Regions from separate parts of the Mus musculus genome. Here regions 2 and 3 are each linked to region 1. The links are chromatin contacts, called in public Hi-C and promoter capture Hi-C maps. All regions are on one chromosome and are shown on one strand. The core of a region is the stretch at or near the end of the contact, and the rest is flanking DNA. Distances in the headings are between cores, read along the strand shown. Region 1 holds the start of B4galt5 (UDP-Gal:betaGlcNAc beta 1,4-galactosyltransferase, polypeptide 5). Region 2 overlaps A530013C23Rik (RIKEN cDNA A530013C23 gene). Region 3 holds the start of Cse1l (chromosome segregation 1-like (S. cerevisiae)).

What was found. Promoter capture Hi-C pulls out the DNA fragments that hold promoters and counts their contacts. A called contact is a pair of places that touch in the nucleus more often than the background predicts.
Region 2: a contact with region 1 is called in a promoter capture Hi-C map of pre-B cells, with 2.2 times the contacts expected there. The contact joins the enhancer-like site here to the promoter of B4galt5 in region 1. A contact is called at or near these places in 5 of 39 promoter capture datasets (fetal liver, liver, pre-B cells and 1 more), 2 of 115 datasets of contacts at active chromatin or transcription factors (effector CD8 T cells and memory CD8 T cells) and 1 of 9 other capture datasets (adipose tissue).
Region 3: a contact with region 1 is called in a Hi-C map of Th1 cells, with 5 times the contacts expected there. The contact joins the promoter of Cse1l here to the promoter of B4galt5 in region 1. A contact is called at or near these places in 3 of 39 promoter capture datasets (the C10 cell line, liver and stem cell-derived epiblast-like cells), 2 of 484 Hi-C or Micro-C datasets (Th1 cells and embryonic stem cells) and 1 of 115 datasets of contacts at active chromatin or transcription factors (microglia).

The regions. Positions count from the first base shown.
Region 1 is chr2:167,347,665-167,350,471 of GRCm38.p6, forward strand. It overlaps B4galt5 (UDP-Gal:betaGlcNAc beta 1,4-galactosyltransferase, polypeptide 5), which reads right to left and starts at 1,514. Exons shown (of 9, transcript NM_019835.2): 1 at 1,254-1,514. The coding sequence starts at 1,368.
Region 2 is chr2:167,696,361-167,699,429 of GRCm38.p6, forward strand. A530013C23Rik (RIKEN cDNA A530013C23 gene) reads left to right here. Exons shown (of 2, transcript NR_110334.1): 2 at 1-1,053. Among named protein-coding and RNA genes, the nearest start is that of A530013C23Rik, 7.1 kb to the left of the region's middle. Within about 2 kb of position 1,736, at least 228 of the 459 cell types and tissues checked have an H3K27ac peak or open chromatin away from gene starts, as enhancers often do. A contact at or near this core is called in adipose tissue, effector CD8 T cells, liver and 2 more, where this site is marked.
Region 3 is chr2:166,904,806-166,907,874 of GRCm38.p6, forward strand. Cse1l (chromosome segregation 1-like (S. cerevisiae)) reads left to right here and starts at 1,291. Exons shown (of 25, transcript NM_023565.3): 1 at 1,291-1,372. Gm31204 (a long non-coding RNA gene) reads right to left here and starts at 2,489. Exons shown (of 3, transcript XR_866966.3): 1 at 774-2,489.

The DNA of each region.
Region 1 (2,807 bases), core at 264-2,763:
CTAATATCCTATTCGCTAATGAGCTCTCTTCTCAATTAATTTCACTAATTAGTTATCTATTCTTGTTCAGCCAGAATTCCTGCCCTTCTACTTAGCAAGCCTAACAAGCCACAATAATTATACATCCCTGGTGGAATGCCACTCACCAAATCAGTGAGGACAGTCTCAAGTTAGCTTTTCCATCTTCCCAGGTCAGGCTGACAGCATGAAACACCAACTTTAAACATCAAGTGAAACAAGCTTTAAAAAAAAAAATAATCAGGGGAGAGACTCTCTCCCTCTCTCCCTCTTTCTCTGGAAATTTCTCTGCCAGTTCAGAGTTGCCAGGTCAACAGGGAACACCAGCATTTACTACTCCGATCTCAAAGGCACTTCCCCTAAGCGGCACCCATCCCAACCATCCAGAATTCTCGCCCTCGGCCCCACCCCCAACAGCATCTTCTCATTTTTCACCAAGGGCTGAAGTTTTCACTAGCACTCCAAGACCACACTAAGGGAGGCAAGTCGCATTCCTTAAAACTCTTTCCTTCTGTCCCCCAAACTACCTGTAACAGCGAATATTTATTTATTATGTATGTATTTATTTCGAAGACGTTGGGCGTCCGCTATAGGGAGAAAAGCTTAAAGGGCATTTATGGCCCTCTGTCCTTTAAAGGCTGGGATTCGTGTCCCCATTTTACAGAGAAGAGAAGCTGAGGGCCCAAGGTCATACAGGACATCTGACCTCAGTGTCCTCTGCCTTTAACCCTCTCGCTGCCTTTGCCTTCTCATCAGCGTCCAGTCTGTTCCGGGAAGGGCTCGTTTTCTCTCCAGGCGGTCTCCCCCTCTAAAGGGCGGACCTTGGAGAACTGCTACCCATTCCGTTTCTTCTCTGGGCGACCCCCCCCTCCCTTCCACCTGGCACCGCTTCTTCAAGGCCCCTGTCACAGCACCTCCTCCATGGCCAATTCAAACTTCCCATCGGTCCCCAGAGCAGGTCGGGTCCGCTATGAGCGGCGGGCGAGCGGCGGGCTCCAGGGAGGAGGGGGGGGAGGGGAAAGGGGCGCGCAGCCCGCAGCCCCGCCGGGTCTGGGCAGCCAACGCGCGGCCGCGGAGGGCGCGGGCGGCTGCGTCAGGGAGGAGGCCGCGTGTGCGGGCGGGCTGCGGGGTGGCGCGGCAGGAAACGGCGAGTCACGGAGCGCGGGGTCGGCCGGGGCGGCGGCGCGGGCCGCAGCGGGAAGAGGCGTGGGGTGGCCGCAGGGTCGCCTTCCTACCTATGCCGGGCGCCACATAGACGAAGTAGAGCAGCGAGGACGACAGCGAGAAGAAGAAGAGCGCGGCGAGCAGCGAGCGGCGCGGCAGCCGCAGCAGCCCCCGGCGGGCGCGCATGCTGAGCCGGCGGCCGCTCGAGGGCCAACCCGGGCCCCGCTCCCGCCGCTCCGGTCCGCCGCCTGGGCCTCGGCCGCCGCCTTCCGGGCTTCGCGCGCCGCCGCCTCGCCGCTTTCAGCCGCCGGCCGCCGCGGGCCGGGCCACATGAGGCGGGAGGGGGCCGACGACCAGAGGAGCTCAGCGGCGGGGGCGAGGCGGGCGGGGCGGGGCCTGTTAGGAGGGCGGGGTGAGGGGCGGGGTCTGATGCTGAGGGCGGGGCGAGGGCAAGGGCCGCAGTCTGAGGAGCAGATGGAGGTACCAGACCTGAGGCAGGCCTGATGGGGACCGAGTAAGGGCGGGGCCTAAACTGGGGGCCGGACGAGGGCGGGGCCTGATGTTAAGGGTGCCTCCGCGAGCCTGAGAACACCGGCGGGGACCGGGCTTGAAGTCTGATGGGGAGGGGGATAAGGGCGGGGCCGGGAGCATAACAAGCATTTTGCGGGAGCCTGAGCCTGAGGCCTGACGGGGAGGAGAGAAGGGCGTGGCCTGAGGCAAGGGGGCGGGAATGGGCAGGGCCTACAGTCCGGGGAGCGCATCTGTGGGGCGGGGCCTGGATGTGGGGGCGGGGCGGGGCGGGGCGGGGTTCACGCGCGAGCACTCTAGCCGCAAGATCCTCGAGCGGCCGCCGCCCATGCTGGCAGGAAGCGGCTCGCTAGTACGACTTGGTTCCCGTGCGAGCTCCCCACGCGGGGATCGAGGGGTGGTGGACAATGTGTGAATAGCCAGGTAGCCCGCCGCTGCAGCAGAGCAAGGATGCAGAGGCCGGGGCATTCGTGTTCGCCCTCACTCATCCATTCATTCCAGACACCATTTATGATAAAGTGGCAGTTACGGGTCCTGGGGCCGGGGATGCTCCACGGAGCAAAGATTCCTCTGGGAACCTGTATTAATGCGAATAAGAAAAAAATCAATATAACAGATGATGATGATAAGAGATATGAAAACAATTAGACATGAAGATGTTTCGGATGCATTCTACTCTAGTCTGAGATTGAGGGGGAAGCCTCTCCTTCCTGGGTGGCATGAACACAAAAGAATGTGAAAGTGCCAGGTGGAGAAAGAGTGGTCCCACTAAGGGGAACTACAAATGCAAAAGCCGGAAGGAAGGAAGAAGGGGCTTGATCCGCCTTCAATGAATCCAAGGATAAAATCCCAGGAAAGAAGAAGAGATCCAAACAAGGTCACATCCTACAGGACAGAACAGTGGTGACAACTGTCAATGTTAAGACACCGAGAAACAGGGCTTCTTAGCCAGTAACAGCCTCTCTCTAAGTCCTGAGATCGTGGCTCCCCTACCCCCACTTTGGCCCCATTGCACCGATGAGAAAACTGAAGCTTCTGGAAAGAGAAGCAAGTCGTCTAAGTTGTGAAGTAAGGGCTCAAATCAAAAGTGGCCTGCC
Region 2 (3,069 bases), core at 486-2,985, 350 kb after region 1:
TTTATAGCTGTCACCAGATCCCTGGCCCAGCCTTGCAGCCCTGGCAGGGACAGAGGCAGCCTGGGAGAAGGAGGACGCCTTAGAGGCTTGGTAGTCAGGGCAGGGGCTGTGGAGAAGGGAACACCGGGGCAGGTCAGGGCCTGCTGGGCCTCGGCTTCTCCTGCTTCATGGGGTGAAGGGCTGGTGACTGATACACAGACATGGCATCTCTTGCCTTCGTCCCTGACCCCAGGCATGTGCCATGAGGTTCTCCCAGGCCATTCCAAGAACTGCATTGCACCCTGCTCGAGTCCCCTTAGGCCTACTCCAAGACCATGTGTGACTTCCTTTACAGCCTCATCCTGTCTGTCCATGTGGCCAACTCCTGCTGTGGATTCCTCTTCCTTAGTCTACCATCACACCTGCAAAGGCACTTAGCTGTCCCTGCCGGGGGCCTCAAAGGGCCAAGCCAATGCCCAAGAGCCCCTCCCTACACCCAGGTTATCAGTACTCTGATTTTGTTGTTAGGACAGTATGGCATGTAGCCCAGGTTACCCCTAAAATGCTGATCCCCTTGCCTCTATTTCTGGAGTGCTGGGATTAGAGACCTACATTATGCCAGTTTCATGAAATGTTGGGGATTGAACCCCTGACCTTGTACACACTAGACAAGCTGCATCCCCTGCCACTATACCGTGAGTTCTGATAACAAGAACTTGTTCACCCATTTCTGTGAATTGTGTTAAAGGAATCCCATGCTTGGTCCCCAACTCCAACTTCACGTTTCTCTAAGTGGCAGTGTGTGACTTGCTAGTCCTTTTTATTGCTGAGTGGCCACTCATTTTATAGCTTGGGGACAATTTGGTTTCCATCTGGGCTCTTTAGGGGTGGCTGAGATGGATACTGTACAAACATGTGGTCCAAAGTGTGTGTGTGTGTGTGTGTGTGTGTGTGTCTGTCTGTCGGTCTCTGTGTTAAAAAACACTTGTCATCTTGAAAAAGATTGAAGATTTATAGGAAAATGACAAACTTGGGCATATTTCATCTGGACTGGGAATAAATCATTGAGTTCTCACCAGTCCTTCATTATTTGTTTCTCGTAAACTTTTTGTTGGTGCTAGAGAGAGGGCACAGTCATTAAGAGCACCGGCTGCCCTTTCCAGAGGACCTGGGTTCAATTCCCAGCACCCACATGGCAGCTCACAACTGGAGTCTATAATATCAGTTCCAGGGGACCATCACACAGACAAATATGCCAGCAAAACACCAATGCACATAAAATAAAAATAGGTAAATCTATTAAAATCTTTGTTTCTTGGTGGGCAGTGATGGCACACAGTTTTAATCCCAGCGCTTATAGGGCAGAGGCAGGTGGATCTCTGTAAATTCAAAGGCAGCCTGGTCCACAGAGCGAGTTCCAGGACAGCCAGGACTGCACAGAGAAGCCCTGTCTCAAAAAGCCAAAAAATAAAATATAAATAAATAAATAACATTTTTGTTTGTTTCTAAGACAGTCTCACTATGTAGCTCTGGCTGGCCTGGAACTCACTATGCACATCAGGCTGGCCTTGGTGGCTTCATGGCCTTCACTGTCTTTAGCAGGTCGGGGACTCCAGGGGGCTGTTTGTGGCTTGGTCCCCGCAGCAGCTGCACAATCTCCTTGAATGTGACTCAGGCTCTGAGCCTCTGCAGGACCCAGAGGGCTGAGTGCTACTCTGTCCCAGTGCTGACAGTGACACTCTTGGTCACCTGACCAAAGCAAGTACTGCAGGCTTCACTTTCGGTTTTGGTTTAGGGTTTTTGAGACCAGACTGCCCTGGCAGGCCTCAAACTTGCAGTCAATTTCCAGTTTCTGTCTCTGGAGCCCTGGGCTCAGCAGCGGCCATCATACTGGGTCAGGGGGTCAGGTTTGTAAGGCCACTTCTCCCTCTTCCAACCCCGCAGACATTGGAGGGAAGGAACTTTGAAACAATGTAGATAAGCTTGGATGGCCTCCAACTTTCAAGTAGTTACTTATTTGCTTCTAAAATAACCTTTTGTGACTTTTTTTTTTCTTTTTTTCTTTCTTTCTCCCCCACCCTCACCTCCACCTCCAAGACAGGGTTTCTCTGTGTAGCCCTGGCTGTCCTGGAACTCACTCTGTAGACCAGGCTGACCTCAAACTCAGAAATCTGCCTGCTTCTGCCTCCCAAGTGCTGGGATTAAAGATGTGTGCCACAACTGCCCCACCTTTTGTGACTATTTATTGACTTATTTATTTATCTGTGTGGTGGATGTCAGAGGACAACTTGTAGGAGGGGTTGGCTCTCCCCTCACTGTGGGTCCAGAGGATCAACTCAGGTGGTCAGGCTTGGCAGTAAGCACGTTTCCCCACTGAGCCTTGACCTATACATACTTCTAATTACCTAACTATTTATTGACTGGTTTGTATGTGTGTGTGTGTGTGGTGTGTATGGTATGACGAGTCTGGTATGTGTATAGTATGTGATATGTGTGTGTGGTGTGTGTGTATGGTGTGTGTGGTTCGTGTGGTATGTATGTGCACACATTGTGTTTGCGTGTGTGTATGTGTGTGCACGTGCATACATGCGCACACGCGTGTGTGTTTTCATGGGGGGCATGTGCACCTGTGGAGGCAGTAGGTCACAGGCTGGTGTCTTCCTCGGTGGCTCTCTACCTTATTTTTAGATACAGGCTCTTTCACTGAACCTGGAGCTCATGGCTTGGGTTGCACTGTCTGGCCTAGGGTCAGCCTGTCTCCCCCTCCCCAGCACTGAGGTTACAGGCTCACATCATCACACATGGCTTTGACGTGGGTCCTGGGGTTCTGAACACAGGCCCTTAAGCTTGCAAAGCAAGCACCTTACCCACAGAGGCATCTACCAGCCCCTCGTTTATTTTTACCGCTATAGAGCCATCATTTCTTTATTATCTGGAGGGTTAAGCCAGCATCACCACCATCATTAGAGCATCCTCATTGACACTTTAATTTGTTGATGTTTAAACTTGTCTGGGGTTCTGAATCCCGGATGCCTGTCCTGGTGCTCTGAGGACAAGGCTTGGCTGCCCCATAAGCCCCCCCCCTCAGCT
Region 3 (3,069 bases), core at 41-2,540, 440 kb before region 1:
CCCTCTTCTGGAGTGTCTGAAGACAGCTACAGTGTACTTACATATAACAAATAAATAAATCTTAAAAAAAAAAACAGTTTAATGAGAACCTTACATAAACAATGCATGCTTTTGAGGGTAAGCGTTCCCATGAAGTATCGATTATGAAAATGAGTGTTTGTGACCTGGAATTCATGGCAAGCTAGGCAGCCTGTCCTTTACTGGCTAAAACGCAAAGTGAGCCAGCTACTCCTGGACCCAGAGACAGGAAGGAACACATATCAGTGCAGTAAAGTGGGGTAAGCTTGTAGCAGAGAGGAACAGAGAAGGCAAGCTAAGCTGGCTTCTTCAGCCCGGTCTTACTACAGAACACTAGGCTTCAGTCTTGATCAAAAACCTGCTTCTAGACCTTCACCTTTCTTTGCTTGCGAGGCGTACAGTCACACAACTGTCTCCTGGCTTTTGAAAAGATAAGATTTCTCTTGTTCAAGGGTCAAATGAACATCCCAGTTACCTTTAAGTTGCCACCAACTACATCGTCGTCTGAAAAAAAAAATTTTTTTTTGAGAAAGGATCTCACTGTGTAGCTATGCCTGGCCTCTGTGTAGACCATGCTGGGCTTAAATAAATGGCGATTGTCTTGCTTCTGCCTCCCAAGTGCCAAGTGGTAACAAGCATGAGCCATCGCCTTCAGCTTCTGAAATCATGTGTGTGTGAGTGAATGAATGTGGGTGTCTTCATCCATTGCTCTCTTAGTTTTCAAGGCTGGATCTCTTATGGAAACAGAAGCTCACCAATTAGCTAGACAGGCCGGCCAGTAAGCCCCAGCGATCTTCCTGTGTCTGCCTCCCCAGGTACGGAATTGTAGTCAGGCTGGCTTTTATGTGGGTGCTGGGGATTCGAACTCCCGTCTTCTTCCTTGCGCAGCTATCACTTGCTTAACCAAGCGTGCTATCCCCTAGCTTGAAATTCTTACTCATTCGTTTATTCTATTTGTCCTAGAACAGACGCTCTGCTCTGTCCCTTCGCTCAGGCGTGAACGAGCACGTTCCATCCAACAGTTAGAAGCCACTAGGAGCCACTCGCAGAACCTGCTAGGGTCTGAGGAAAGAAACCCAAAACAGAAGCCTGCGTCAAAAGGCACGGTCTCTTGTGACGTCACCGCAGACCCGAGCAATGGTTCCGATTGGCCCTCGCAGCCGGGGTGGGGCCAAAGCATTCCTGGCTCCACCCCGCGTCCCGGTCTCACTCGCACATGCGCAGTGGCCGCCACCTTAGCCGCCGCGCCATTTTGCCAGGGTTTGAATGTGAGGCGGAGCAGCGGCTGGAGTGGGGTAGTGTCGGCTGCAGCTCTCGCTTGGGATTCCCTCCTCGGTCTCGGCGTCCCCACGAGGTGAGGCATGGAGCGAGCAGGGTGGCCGCGGGGACGCGGCTGAGGGAGGGGCCGATCGCTGGGAGGTGGATCTGGGCCTCAGCCCGAGGACGCGCGCCTGGTCTTCCCCGCACGCCGCCTCTGGGTCGGGCCTGACCGCTCCGGGAAGCTGGGGCAGCTTGGGGCTCGGCCTCACGCGAGCTTCTCGAGCTCCCGCCCCTTCCCTTCCAGCGTTGCTGGGATTGGTCGCGCCGCCGCGTAGGCGTCCGCGGATTGGTCAAGCCCGCGCGTCCGTTCTCGGCGCGCCGGGGCCCGCAGCGTGAGCGCTGTTCCGCGCCGAGGCCTGACCTGGCCGAGCCGGTCTGGGTCCCTGGTTCTAAAAGAGGCCGGAGATCGCCCACTCTGACTTCGCGGGGCTTTGGCCTCCGCCAGAGTGGACTTGGCCCTCGGGTTTCAGCTGGCTGTGACGTTCGTGTCCCTAGGACCTAAGGAACCTACAGGCGAATGGTGTTCCCCTGCCTGGGGCTCGCCGGCTTTCCAGTTAGATAATCTGTCCCCACGCACACTCCGTCTTTCCCTAGGAGTGTAATTCAGAGCTAGTCCTTGCCTCTCTACGAATTTCCTAGTTTTTAAATAATTAGGTGATGCTGGGCGTGGAAACCGTGCTCCCTCACGTGTTGAACAATCTCTTCCACTGAAATGGCATTTTTACCCTCTCCTCAAACTTACGATTCTTCACTTGCATATTCGGTTAAGTGGCTTGAAGGTTCCGCTGACTGCAGGCTGTGTTTCCCAGAGGGCTCGCCTGAACTGCTGACCATGGCCATTCGTCTCTCCATAAGCACTGTCGCCTCCATGACCGGCTCTTTTAAGTATTCATAGTCCCGTCCTGTATGCTAAGTCCCCAGCTTTCGTGATGTTAGAAGCAGCTGACCTCAGATCTTGGCGGGGCTGCCTCCCTCCCTGCCTTTCAAGTTCCCTTCTTAGGGAGGAGTTCTCAGTTCTCACTGCGATGGCCACATCACCCACGTTTATGTGTCCTGTAGCATTGACCTTATATGTAGTAACTACTGCTTGTTTCTCACGGTTCTCATCTGCTCTGAGTTATCTTTAAGGATAACTTTTTATTGCTGGGTCCCATGTATGAGAGCCACATGGTGAATGCTCTGTTATTTTATGAAGACATGGAAGGTATCTGTCTGTCTGTCTATCTATTTATTTTGGATAAAGGGTCTTTCATAGCCCAGGCTAGACTTAGAGCGTTATCTTTCTACAAGTGTAGGCTACCACACTCAACTCTTCTTCACTTTTCCATTTGTGCAAAGGAATTTTCTCCCCTCTGGCTGTTTGGTGTTCTAGTTGGGCTTTGGGAAGCCAGTCTCTAGACAGGAATTGGTTGAGAGAGCAGTGCTTTTAACTGTGGAATTGATTTATTGCCTTATTTGTTTAATATCTCATTCTATGAAACCCTGGGAATATAGTGAAGAATCACAAGTGGACAAGGTGTCTCTCTTTAGGGAGCTCACGTTCTAATTGGAGGAGTCCGTGAGTGAGTTCAGGTATTTCAGGTCGTGACAGAGGTGACAGGTGAAGAGGTGGCGTTTGAGCAGAGACTAACCAGGGAAAGGTGAGGTGAACAAGAAACAAAAACTCAAGGACAGAAACTCACTTGGAATTCGGGGCGTCTTAGGAAAATCCAAGTCAAGTGGTGGGAAGAA